Linked DNA regions of Sus scrofa: regions 2 and 3 are each linked to region 1. A link is a contact called in public HiChIP or PLAC-seq data. All regions are on one chromosome and are shown on one strand. Each heading gives the region's core, a stretch centred on a gene start, on an enhancer-like site or on the middle of the called end of the contact. The rest is flanking DNA. Distances are from core to core; before and after follow the strand shown. Region 1 holds the start of FMC1 (protein FMC1 homolog). Region 2 holds the start of ZC3HAV1L (zinc finger CCCH-type antiviral protein 1-like). Region 3 holds the start of ZC3HAV1 (zinc finger CCCH-type containing, antiviral 1).

Region 1 (3,555 bases), core at 596-3,095:
TTCTGGATTTCAGTCGAAGTATGAAAAAGTGATCAAAATTGGCCCCAGCTAGAACAAGTGGACTCTGACACGGACCTAGCAAGAGTGACCTGTTAAGAGTGGGAATTTCTGAGATTGAGCAGCTGTGGAACATGAGGCTGAGACACAAGTAGCAGCTTGTAAAAGTTTAAGATCACATAGGGAATCTAGAAAATGTAGATGAGCGCAGAGGAGGCGAATCATTTTAATCTTGCCATACTGACCATAAAGGCCTGAGGAAATGTCTGACCTAGACTTCCCGAGGAAGCTCGAGGCCCAAAAGGTAAATAGAATTAATGCAAATGGTTAAGATTCGCACAAAGAGAATAACATAAATATGGAAAAACAACGAGAGAAGTTCAGATACGGGGCAGAGGATGAACAGCGAGACATAAACGTTAAGATAAAGACGAGGGTCAATTTAGGCAGGGTCCAGTGGTCTGAAATTTATCTTAGGGGCAATGCGGAGCCACTGAGACATGTTAAGCAAAGGGTAAGGTCGTGAAACTCAGAAGTGACTTGTCCAAGTTATTCAGTAATGAACAGAACCAGAAAATTAACTCCTAATTATTTCGAATTAACTAATTCCTAATGAATTGAACTACTTCCTGCCGCCCCATGTTTACCACTGGCCCGCCAACACAGAAGGCCATGTAACCATTTCTGCCTGACTCCTGGCTCTGCGGAAATGGCCTGTTTCAACCGGAAACAGAAAATGACCGCTACCAACGCCACCTAGCGGCAGGCTGGGGCCGAGCTAGCAGGTAGGAAAGCCGCAATACCGGAAGGGGCCGGCTGTTTCCTGTAAAAAACGCAAAGGAGCAGAAGCTCGGAGGGCCAATCTCCCAGATTCCCCAAGCGTTTCCAGCGCCTTCGGCTCAGCGTTGTCGTACGTGCCCTTTTGCGCAGGCGCGGGGGCTGTCGCGCAGGCAAACGCATACGCAAAACTGTGCGCGTGCCCGTTCTCCGTCCGGCGCATCGGTGCTATTTCGAGGGTAAAGCCTTTGGAGCTGTAACGCGAATTTGGTTCTCTGAACTACAACTCCCAGCATGCCTCGCCCTTTATATTGGTGCTAAGTGTGATCTCCTAGGATAGGTCAAAAAAAAGACCTAAGTGACGATGACGTACAAAGCAGGAAAAAAATTGAATACGTTGTTTGAGCACGTCTTTCGCAGCAGCCCCAGTGGCCTAATGGATAAGGCATTGGCCTCCTAAGCCAGGGATTGTGGGTTCGAGTCCCATCTGGGGTGGTTGAAATTTTAGGTGAACTTCTCAGTGAAACTTTTGCCTCTTCCCCCTTACACATAACTTTAGTGACACATGCTAACTTTTTAACGATGAGAAAAGTGTCTACGATTTTCTTCTAGGTGTGGGGCTAGTTTGCGAGAATCAACATACTCCCGTTTCCTTGTCTGAGCCGCAGTCCTGTTAAGATCTCTAGGAAGTCAATATGCTGAGTTTTGATATTCCCTCTAGAAACAAAAAAACAGATATATCTTCTCAGCTTTCTATTTCAAATCGACACCCACTTCCGACATTCCCTCATTTTCTCCAGACTCAGCGGCCGGTCAGTTAATGGCGTCTGAAGTGACGCAGTCAAGAAAGGACCTCCTTTTCCCTCGCCTGACCTTTCTCCAGGGTATTCAGTTACACTCGGCTTTCGTTTGCTTTTCTCTTAATTCCTTAAGGTGTCGCTCGACGTTCGATTAATAATGCTCCTCAAAGAAGGGAAGTGAGACATTCCACTGCCCTGCAATGAATAGGGGGAGCCAGCAGTCTGTTGCGACCGTACCACTAATCGGCAGGGCGGGGGGTGGGGAGCAGGCGTAAGAGGGGCCTCAGGGCGCCGCCCCGCCCCGGTCTCCGAGGACAGGAAAATGGCGGCCTTAGGCTCACCCGTGCGCACTTGGCGAGGCCTTCTACGGGAGCTGCGCTACTTGAACGCGGCCACGGGCCGACACTATCGTGACACCGCGGCCTATCGGTACCTCGTGAAAGCTTTCCGTGCACATCGGGTACGGAAGCCAGTGTCCGGGTGCTCCAGCCTCCGCTTTCCTGGGAAGGGAGGGAGAGTCGGTCTGGGCGGAAGTGCAGCGCTCCGGGCTTGAGCGCTCATTTCTGAGGCCCTGCTTCCCTGCAGAAAGCTCCAGCCCCTCGGCCTTGGTCTGCAGCCTAAGTCTGAGAGCCAACCCAGGGTCCAGGGAGAGCAAGATCTTCCTAGGGTGGAATCGCCCCCTGAGGATTTTATTGGCATGTGCGGAGGGGACAGTGAGAAGAAACTGAAGTGGTGGAAAGAGGGACAAAAGATATTTTTGGTGGGCAGTGTAGGGTCACTAACCACAGGATCTATCCAACCCTTCTCTTCCCCTAGGAGAGCTATTCTGAGAGGCAGTTTTTGGTGCAGAGCTTCTCGAAGAGTAGGGAGTTCCCATCGTGGCTCAGCGGTAGCAACCGGACTGGTATCCATGAGGATGTGGGTTCAATCCCTGGCCTCGGTCAGTGGGTTAAAGATCCTGCATGGCCATGAGCTGTGGTGTATGTGCAGACGTGGCTTGGATCCAGCTTTGTGGCTGTGGTGTAGGGCAGCAGCTGCAGCTCGGATTAGACCCCTGGCCTGGGAACTTCCCTGTGGCACAGGTGTGGTCCTAAAAAGACAAAAAAGACACCACCACCACCACCACCACCACCACCACCACCACCACCCCCCCCGGCAAAAAAAGGTCAACTAGAAACCTCTACTGAGGTGGTACTGTGACTTACAACATTAACACGATTTATGGCCAGGTGCCGATTTTCCACGTGTCGGAGGTAAATAGGAACTTATGGGAGGCCATCTTGGAAAATCCCTTGAGAAATCTGCCCAACCCACACCTACCCCTTAAGCAAGATCAGACGGCAGATCATTTTTCTCAAATGGGGCAACTGAGGCTCAGGGACAGTTGACCTGTACAAGCACATGTGTAGGAACTACTAGAGTCTAGGTAACTTGGTTCACAAATAAGAGTCTTCCATTTAATTGCTTACTTGATCTTGGCTCTTGTCAGCTGAGTCGGCTCTCACCTGAAGGAAGGAAACTTAGAGTCCTTTGGGTGATGTCGGAGAACCCTTGTGCTTTTGATTTTTCTGAGCCATGGAAGTTAGAATGTAAAATGTTATGTGAGCCACACAGGAGGTCCAAGAATGCAAAATTTTAGAACTAAAGTTCAACTAGTTTTTAAAAGGCCACAATATTAGGGGCTTCTAGGAAGTTAGCCTAAAATGACAAATAAGATTCACATGGGTTCTGTCGTACAACCCATCATGTGCCCAAGCGCTTAGAATAAACAGGTGCCAAGGGAGTAAGTAGACCACAGTGGTTTTGGAGTTGTCATCGCAGCTCAGTGGTTAACGAATCTGACTAGGAACCATGAGGTTGCGGGTTCGATCCCCGGCCTTGCTCAGTGGGTTAAGGATCCTGCGTTGGGGTGACCTGTGATGTAGGTCGAAAAAGCAGCTCAGATCTGGCATGGCTGTGACTCTGGTGTAGGCCGGCAGCT
Region 2 (3,555 bases), core at 430-2,929, 240 kb before region 1:
CTTCCTCCAGTCACCCGCCTTGACAGAGGGCGCTCGCCAGTTGTGCAGACAGACCACTGCTCCCAAGCCCACCAGCCAAGCTTAAATAGAACGCTTGCCCCTCCCCCACCCCGCGGTGGGGCGCGGGGGCGGGGCTCGAGTAAAGCCCTGAGTCGGGGGGCAGCCAGAAACCACCTCGCCAAAATCATCCAGCCCTCGGTTTCCTGGGGGGTCCGAGAGACAGATCGCGCTTTCTAAACCTGGACGGCACAGATTCGCTTCTGTAAAACTTTGTGCTTGAGTGGGAAGGGCCAATCTCTGAATAAAGGCTCCGTGCATCTCGTGCGGTCTGCAAATGGCCTTAAAAGGACCACTGCAGGAAACAAACCAAAAAGCTCCAGTCTTGATTTATCCCGGCCTTGTCGTGGAGGATCCCGGGGGGGCAGAAGCTGCAAGTGGGGGGTCGGGGGATGTGGCTGAGAAATGCAAACCAAGACTAACTTTCGCCTCGCTCCGCAGCGGAGCAGGGGGCACGAGGGAGGCCTCCCCTGGAGGACGCGGAGGGGTCCCTTCCCCAGGCTTCCCTTCCACCCTGCCGGAGGGGAGTCGCCCGGACCAACTATCGCTTTTCTCTTTCCTTCCGGGCCCCGCTGCGTCCCGCCTGCCGCCCTGCCCCCCACCTCCCTGCAGCCTCACCAGCAGTCGCGGTTTGGGCACTTGCCCAGCATGTGGCGGTGGCAGAGGTGCAGCTGGTCGCAGGCCTGGCACTCGCCGCGCTGGTAGCGGGCGCAGACGCGCGCGGAGGACACGGCCACCACCCTCCAGGCCAAGGACCGCCGCCGCCGCCCGCTCCGGCCGCCACCTCGGCCTCGGCGTCCCACGGGCCCTCCCGCACCTCCACCTCCTGCAGCAGGAAGCGGTCGGGCCCCGCCTGGCGCAGCACGTCCCGGAGCCGGGCCTCCGAGAGCTCCACGTGGCCGCGCAGGTCCTGCAGGAACATGCGGCCGCCGTGGGCGCACAGCACCTTGGTGAGGAAGGAGCACACGGTGGGCTCCGCCATCGTCGCTGCCCCGCTCCCTGCGCGGCCGAGCGCGGAAATCCGAGGCGGGCAGACTCCTCCCAGTCACGTCCATGACTTCAAACCCGCTTCCCAGGAACGCGCCTGGAGGGCGGGCGAAAGGCGGCCGCCGTGGGCCGCGGCGCGGAGAAGAGGGCCCCGGGGTCTGGGTCCTCTTGGGTGCGGATCAGGCAGGGACAGTACTGATGGTGCGCCTGCTCTGGGCCAGGAACCCTGAGTCCTCGCCTGGAGGGATTTGTATAGTCGCGGAGAATTTGAGATACTTGGTAAGGGCTGCAAAGACGGTGGAACAGGTAATGTGGTAGAAGGTGCATAGAGCTGCGGGGTCTTAGGTGGTTGGGAGGGGAAGATGTCAGGAGGCAGTCACTAGCCACGGGAGGCTGTTGAGCCCTTGAAATGTGACCAGTCCGAATTGGGGTGTGTGAAATATACACACACTGGATTGGGGCGCTTTGGACTGTAGAGTGTCAACTACCTCATTAATGACTGTATTCGTCATGTTACATTGATAATATTAAATAAAATGATACTATAATTTCATGTTTCTTTTACTTCTCATGTCGTGATGAGAAAATGTTCAATTGCATGCACTGCTCACTTTATATTTCTTTCTTTTTCTTTTGTTTTTGTCTTTTCAGGACCGCACCCGCAGCATATGGAGGTTCCCAGGCTAGGGGTCTAATCAGAGCTGTAACTGCCGGCCTACACCACAGCCACAGCCACGCCAGATCCGGGCTGGGTCTGTGACCTACACCACAGCTCATAGCAACGGCTGATCCTTAACCCACGGAGTAAGGCCAGGGATTGAACCCGAAACCTCATGTTTCCTAGTCGGATTCATTGCCACTGCGCCACTACGAAGGAGCTCCTCAGTTTCTATTTCTGTTGGACAGCACTGATTTAGACCTGAACATTCGCTGAGGGGCTTTTTGCCCAACACCATACTGATTTTCAATGAGCATTAAATCATTTGAGCCAACTGCTGATGCGTGTCAGAGTGCAGAGATGAATAAAACATAACTGAGGAACTCAGTGAGGGGAGCTGCTGTCTTCCAGGGTGGTCGTGAAGATTAAATGAGTTGATGTCATGTAAAGAAACTAAAGAGGAGGGCGACCGGCCGATTTCTCTGCCTCATGAAGAAATTTGGACTTACCAGGAGTTCCTGTTGGGGTTCAGCAGGTTACCAACCCGGCTAGTATCCATGAGGATGTGAGTTCCATCCCTGGCCTCGCTCAGTGGGTTAAGGATCCAGTATTGCCGTGAGCTGTGGTGTAGGTCGCAGACTCGGCTCAGATCCCGCATTGCTGTGGCGTCAACCAGCAGCTGTGCCTCTGATTCTACCGCTGGCCTGGGAACCTCCATATGCTGCAGGAGCGGTCCTGAAAAGCAAAAAGGATGTAAGGAAGGAATATGGATTTACTGAAGGCTGGGGAGTGACCCCTCTGCCTAGAATGAGGCCACCCCCACCCCCAGCTAGATGTCTCCTTTTTGTCATTCAAGTCTGAGCTTAAATATCTTCTCTGCAATGTGGTCTTTCCTAACCTCCCAATCGAAAGCAGCTCCCAGTCTCTGTATGGAGCTTATCACACGTTTTCTTATTTACATATTCAAGAGTGTGGAAGCAGAAATCTCATGTGTTTTGTTCCTTGCTGTATCCTCAACACTTAAAAGCAGTGCCTGGCTATACTGCAGAATAGGTGTTTTTTGTTTGTTTGTTGTTTCCAAAAAAAAAAAAATTGTAGCACAGAATTTTTCAAGCGGTATATTAGAAGAGAGTGAAATATGCATCCATATATGTTTCCTATAGCTAGAAAATCTTAGCACATCCTACTTTATTTGCCTGATTGTTTTGGCTGAGAATTTGTAAAAGTTTCCATTCCAGTTTCTAAATACTTCAATCCTAAACACTTCAGTAGGCATGACTTTTAAAAACGGTACCAAAAAAAAAAAGGGAGTTCCCGTCGTGGTACAGTGGTTAATGAATCCGACTAGGAGCCATGAGGTTGCGGGTTCGGTCCCTGCCCTTGCTCAGTGGGTTAATGATCCAGTGTTGCCGTGAGCTGTGGTGTAGGTTGCAGACGTGGCTTGGATCCCGAGTTGCTGTGGCTCTGGCGTAGGCCAGCAGCTACAGCTCCGATTTGACCCCTAGCCTGGGAACCTCCATATGCCGCGGGAGCGGCCCGAGAAATAACTAAAAAGACAAAAAAAACAAAACAAAAAAGTTACCTTTTCCTACATAATCCTAATGTTATTTTCATAACTAACAAAAGTAACTGTAATTTTTCTTAATACCTCTAACGTAGGATAGGTGTTTTAGCAAGATCCCTGGCAATAATAAGAATGGATTTCTAGAAAAGCAAGACAGGATAAGGAATGACAGAAGAAAAAAAGGAATTTTTCTTTTTTTTTTCTTAGGGCCTTACCTGCAGCATATGGAAGTTCCTGGGCTAGGGGTCAAATTGGAGCTGCAGCTGCTGGTCTATGCCACAGCCGCAGC
Region 3 (3,555 bases), core at 478-2,977, 180 kb before region 1:
ATTTTTTAACAGCAACAGAGCATTATTTTTAAATTTTTTTAACAGTTCTACTCTAAACAAAACTTTTGAAAACATCTCATTTACTTCATCCATTTAAAACATCTCTTTTTGTACTGTTTTATCACAAATACTGGGGGTGAGTGATCTAAAGGTTTTTGCCCATTCGTGCATCACAAAAAGTTTGATGATCACCCTTTTTGGGCACTAAGACACCACTTCAAGTTTTAAGGAGGGGTGGGTGAAGTGTGAAAAGTACTACATCAGGAAAAGTAATTTAGCAGAAGTACATACAGATAGAAAAAGTGAGGAGAAAGACGACAGTTTGAGGAAGTCACTCATTCATTCAACAAGGCATTCATTTAGAAGTGAGATGAGAAGTAGGAACCTGACAGGAACAGGAGGGCTGGGTGATTAAGGGGTCCCGAAAGTACTGTGAAGCAGAAGAGGTTGGGGGGCATGTCAGAGGATGAATTTGACTCCTATTGACAAGATATGCAGGCACAGATGCTCCTCAGACACCGGGAGACAAGAACCTAGAATCAGCAGGAAGGCCTGGACAGCGAATGTACACAAGGAGGCCATCTTTGTACATGTGACAACTGAACCCAAAGGGAGAGTGCTCCCACGGGGAGACTTGGCAGACAGGTACGTCAAAAGGCTTAACCCAAACCTTGGGCCACATCGGTATCAGGAGGCAAAAAAGAACAAGTGGAAACACAGAAGCAGCTGCCCGGGAGATCTGCCACCCTGTTCAAAGTGGTCCCAAGAGTGGGTGGTCAACCGTGTGAGTCACCACGGGGTGGGGGTGGGGGGGTCTTGGGGAAGCAACTCTGGTGGAGGACCCATCATCAATGACCTTGAATGGGACCATTCTAGTCTGGTGGTGCGGTCTACAGTCAGATATCAGAAGAATGATAACGAGGAGAAAGGAGGCACCGATGGAGGGCCAAGCAGGGACCCTCTGCGGTGGAGAGAGAATCGGATGCAAAGACCACAGAACGCCTGGGAGCTGGAGCGGGGCGGGGGGCGGGGGGGTGTGTGCGGAGGGACCGAGAGGGAAAGACTCAAGATTCCAGAGAGTGGGGGCATTTTCTTTCCTTCCCAAACCTGCTTCCAAATTCTCTAGGCCCCGGTTTACCCAAAAGTACTTTATTCTTAAGGACGTGGGGTTAATCGTCGTCTCCACCAGGGCAATAGCGCGCTAGCCATATTCAGGAAAGGTCTGACGGCGCCCGAAGGAAAGGACCCTCCAGGCGAAGAAGCGCGGGCCCAGCAAGAAGGGGAGCGAAGATGTGAACGTCTGGAGGACGCGGCACGGGGTGCGAGGTCCCCGCGAGGGCGCGCCCCTCCCGGAGCAGCAGCCGCGAGTCCTCCCCGACCACCACCCGGGGAGCCGCCCCTCCCGCTCAGGGCACTCACCGCTCCGACTGCGAATAGTGGCACCGGCCCAACAGGTTGAGCTTGCAGAGGTGCAGGTTGCCGCACTGTCTGTTGCAGTACTTGCGACGGCAGACCCGGACTCGAGTGGTGGCCACCACGGACCGGGTGACCCCCGCCTTGCCGCCGGTCTCCAACAGCACGAAGCGGTCGGGCCCGGCGGTTGTCAGCACCTCGCAGAGCTGCGCCTCGGAGAGCTTCACCTTTTGCAGCAGCTCCTCCAGGGCCATACGGCCCCCGTGGGTGCACAGGATTTTGGTGATGAAGCAGCACACCCCCGGGTCAGCCATGGCTCCCTGCGCTGGCCTGGCCGCGGCGGCGCGGGACTCCGCTCTGGGGAGAATCGAAACTTACTAGAATCCCGGGGGCGGGAGCGGGCGGCGCGCGGGCTGGGCGCGCCCGGGGCGAGCGAGCGAGCGTGCGCTCTCCGCCGCTGTTAGCTGAGCCCGGAGGTTTCGGTTTCCTCCAAGGCTTGGGTCGAGAGTCCAGATCGCACCGACCCGGTCCTTGTGTCAACTTAAAATCAATCGCGACGGCGAGCAACTGGAAAGAGAGCGAACAGGCTGGGACTAATCCGCCGGCGACAGTCGGACGGCTCCCTCTCGGTTCTCTGCTCCGCGAAGGTCAGGTTCCCCAGCTGGGCACCGCGAGGCTGCTTCGGAGAGAAGAGAAACTAAAAATCATCTCGGGGCTCTGAGGGAGTTTTAAAGCCAGCCCAAGTGGCGAATAACGCGAGTCTTGGGAGCCCTCTTGAGGAGTCTTCTATTCTCCACCACCCCCCCCATCCCCGCCAAGCACAGACCCGAGTGAGCCCTTGACTTGCTCCCAGCCGGCGCCCTGCCTCCTGTATTGGTGAGTCTTCACAACTAGTACTAGCTAGTTATTGCACTAGCTAGATATTGTTATCTTCGCTCTATTTGAGGAAGTAACCTGAGCACACAACAGCCGTCCCTCAAGCCGGATGTTCCCCAAATCTGGCCCCCAGGCTCCAGATTGGCCGGGACTGCTATGCACTTTCTCCCACACCACCCTGCCTTCTTAAAGGCCAGTGATTATTGGTTTCCCCTATTTTGCCTTCTCATAACTTTTTGTATGTATTTATTTATATTATGGAGGCATGTGGAAGTTCCCGGAGTCGAACCTACGCCACCGCAGCGACCAGAGAGGCTGCTCTGTCAATGCTGGTTGATTACCCTGCTGTGCCACAGGGGAATTCCTCTCGGGAGCTTTTTGAAGAACTGCTTCTTGACACATTCTTGCCTGTCTATAATCGCGAACAGAGGTGTCTCAGACGCTGAGACCCACACAAGGCTAAATATCGGATAGCAGTCAGTCACCGTCGGGCATGCTCAGACACATCCCAAGACTTGAGATTAGGTTCCTCTTCTCGGATGTTTGGACAAGATCTTTTCCTTCGGTGGGAACCCACTTGCACCCCCAGGCTTGGTATTAGGATTATTTTAAAGTGAAAACGTTTCAGCTACAGAAGATGAAGAAAGAAATCTTATCTGAACTGCTCCAAATCTGAATAAAGCAGAACCTACCTAACGTACAGCTGCCCTTAACCTCCTTCCAAGGGAGTTTCCTGCTAATTCAGTTGCGGTGAAGACAGATCAACCATTGCCATTAGCATCAAAAAGCCCGGCAGAACCTTCCCTACTCTCCCACTGTAGTCCTAAAAACCTCCCTTTTGTTAAACTGAGAGATATAAAGTTACTTTAGTCCTTCACTGGAGGTTTCCATTATTAGAAGTCCCCCCCGCCCAATGCTAAATAAATTTTGCCTTTTCTCCTGTTAATCTATTGTCAGTTAATTTGCAGGATCCAATCAATGGACTCATGTGGCGGAGGGAAAAAGTTTTTCCTTTTTCCTTCCAACATTCCCAAGTGAAATAAATGGGTCATTGATCAGATAGGTAATAAACCTTTTTTTTTTTAATGGTAGAATCCAGTTGTCAAACTAGAAAATCTGTAAAATGATCACTGGGTGTTCTCCTCAGATTGGCAGTTCTTGGTTGGCGAACCACGTCTCTCAGGTATAGAGCATTTTGTTATGAAAACCAGCCTAAACTGAGCTCAACCAGATCATCCCTCTACCTATTACTTTATAGCAACAGAT

The links. HiChIP or PLAC-seq counts read pairs in DNA pulled down with a chosen protein or histone mark.
Region 2: an H3K27ac HiChIP or PLAC-seq map of alveolar macrophages shows a contact between it and region 1. The contact joins the promoter of ZC3HAV1L here to the promoter of FMC1 in region 1. A contact is called at or near these places in 1 of 5 promoter capture datasets (fetal liver) and 1 of 2 datasets of contacts at active chromatin or transcription factors (alveolar macrophages).
Region 3: a contact with region 1 is called in an H3K27ac HiChIP or PLAC-seq map of alveolar macrophages. The contact joins the promoter of ZC3HAV1 here to the promoter of FMC1 in region 1. A contact is called at or near these places in 2 of 5 promoter capture datasets (fetal liver and liver) and 2 of 2 datasets of contacts at active chromatin or transcription factors (alveolar macrophages and skeletal muscle).

Annotation. Positions count from the first base shown.
Region 1 is chr18:10,348,662-10,352,216 of Sscrofa11.1, reverse strand. It overlaps FMC1 (protein FMC1 homolog), which reads left to right and starts at 1,845. Exons shown (of 2, transcript XM_005657736.3): 1 at 1,845-2,034. The coding sequence starts at 1,897. It overlaps TRNAR-CCU (a tRNA gene), which reads left to right and starts at 1,197; the gene lies at 1,197-1,269.
Region 2 is chr18:10,590,668-10,594,222 of Sscrofa11.1, reverse strand. It overlaps ZC3HAV1L (zinc finger CCCH-type antiviral protein 1-like), which reads right to left and starts at 1,679. Exons shown (of 6, transcript XM_021079067.1): 1 at 811-1,679; 2 at 676-808. The coding sequence starts at 1,039.
Region 3 is chr18:10,530,694-10,534,248 of Sscrofa11.1, reverse strand. It overlaps ZC3HAV1 (zinc finger CCCH-type containing, antiviral 1), which reads right to left and starts at 1,727. Exons shown (of 13, transcript NM_001177489.1): 1 at 1,420-1,727. The coding sequence starts at 1,727.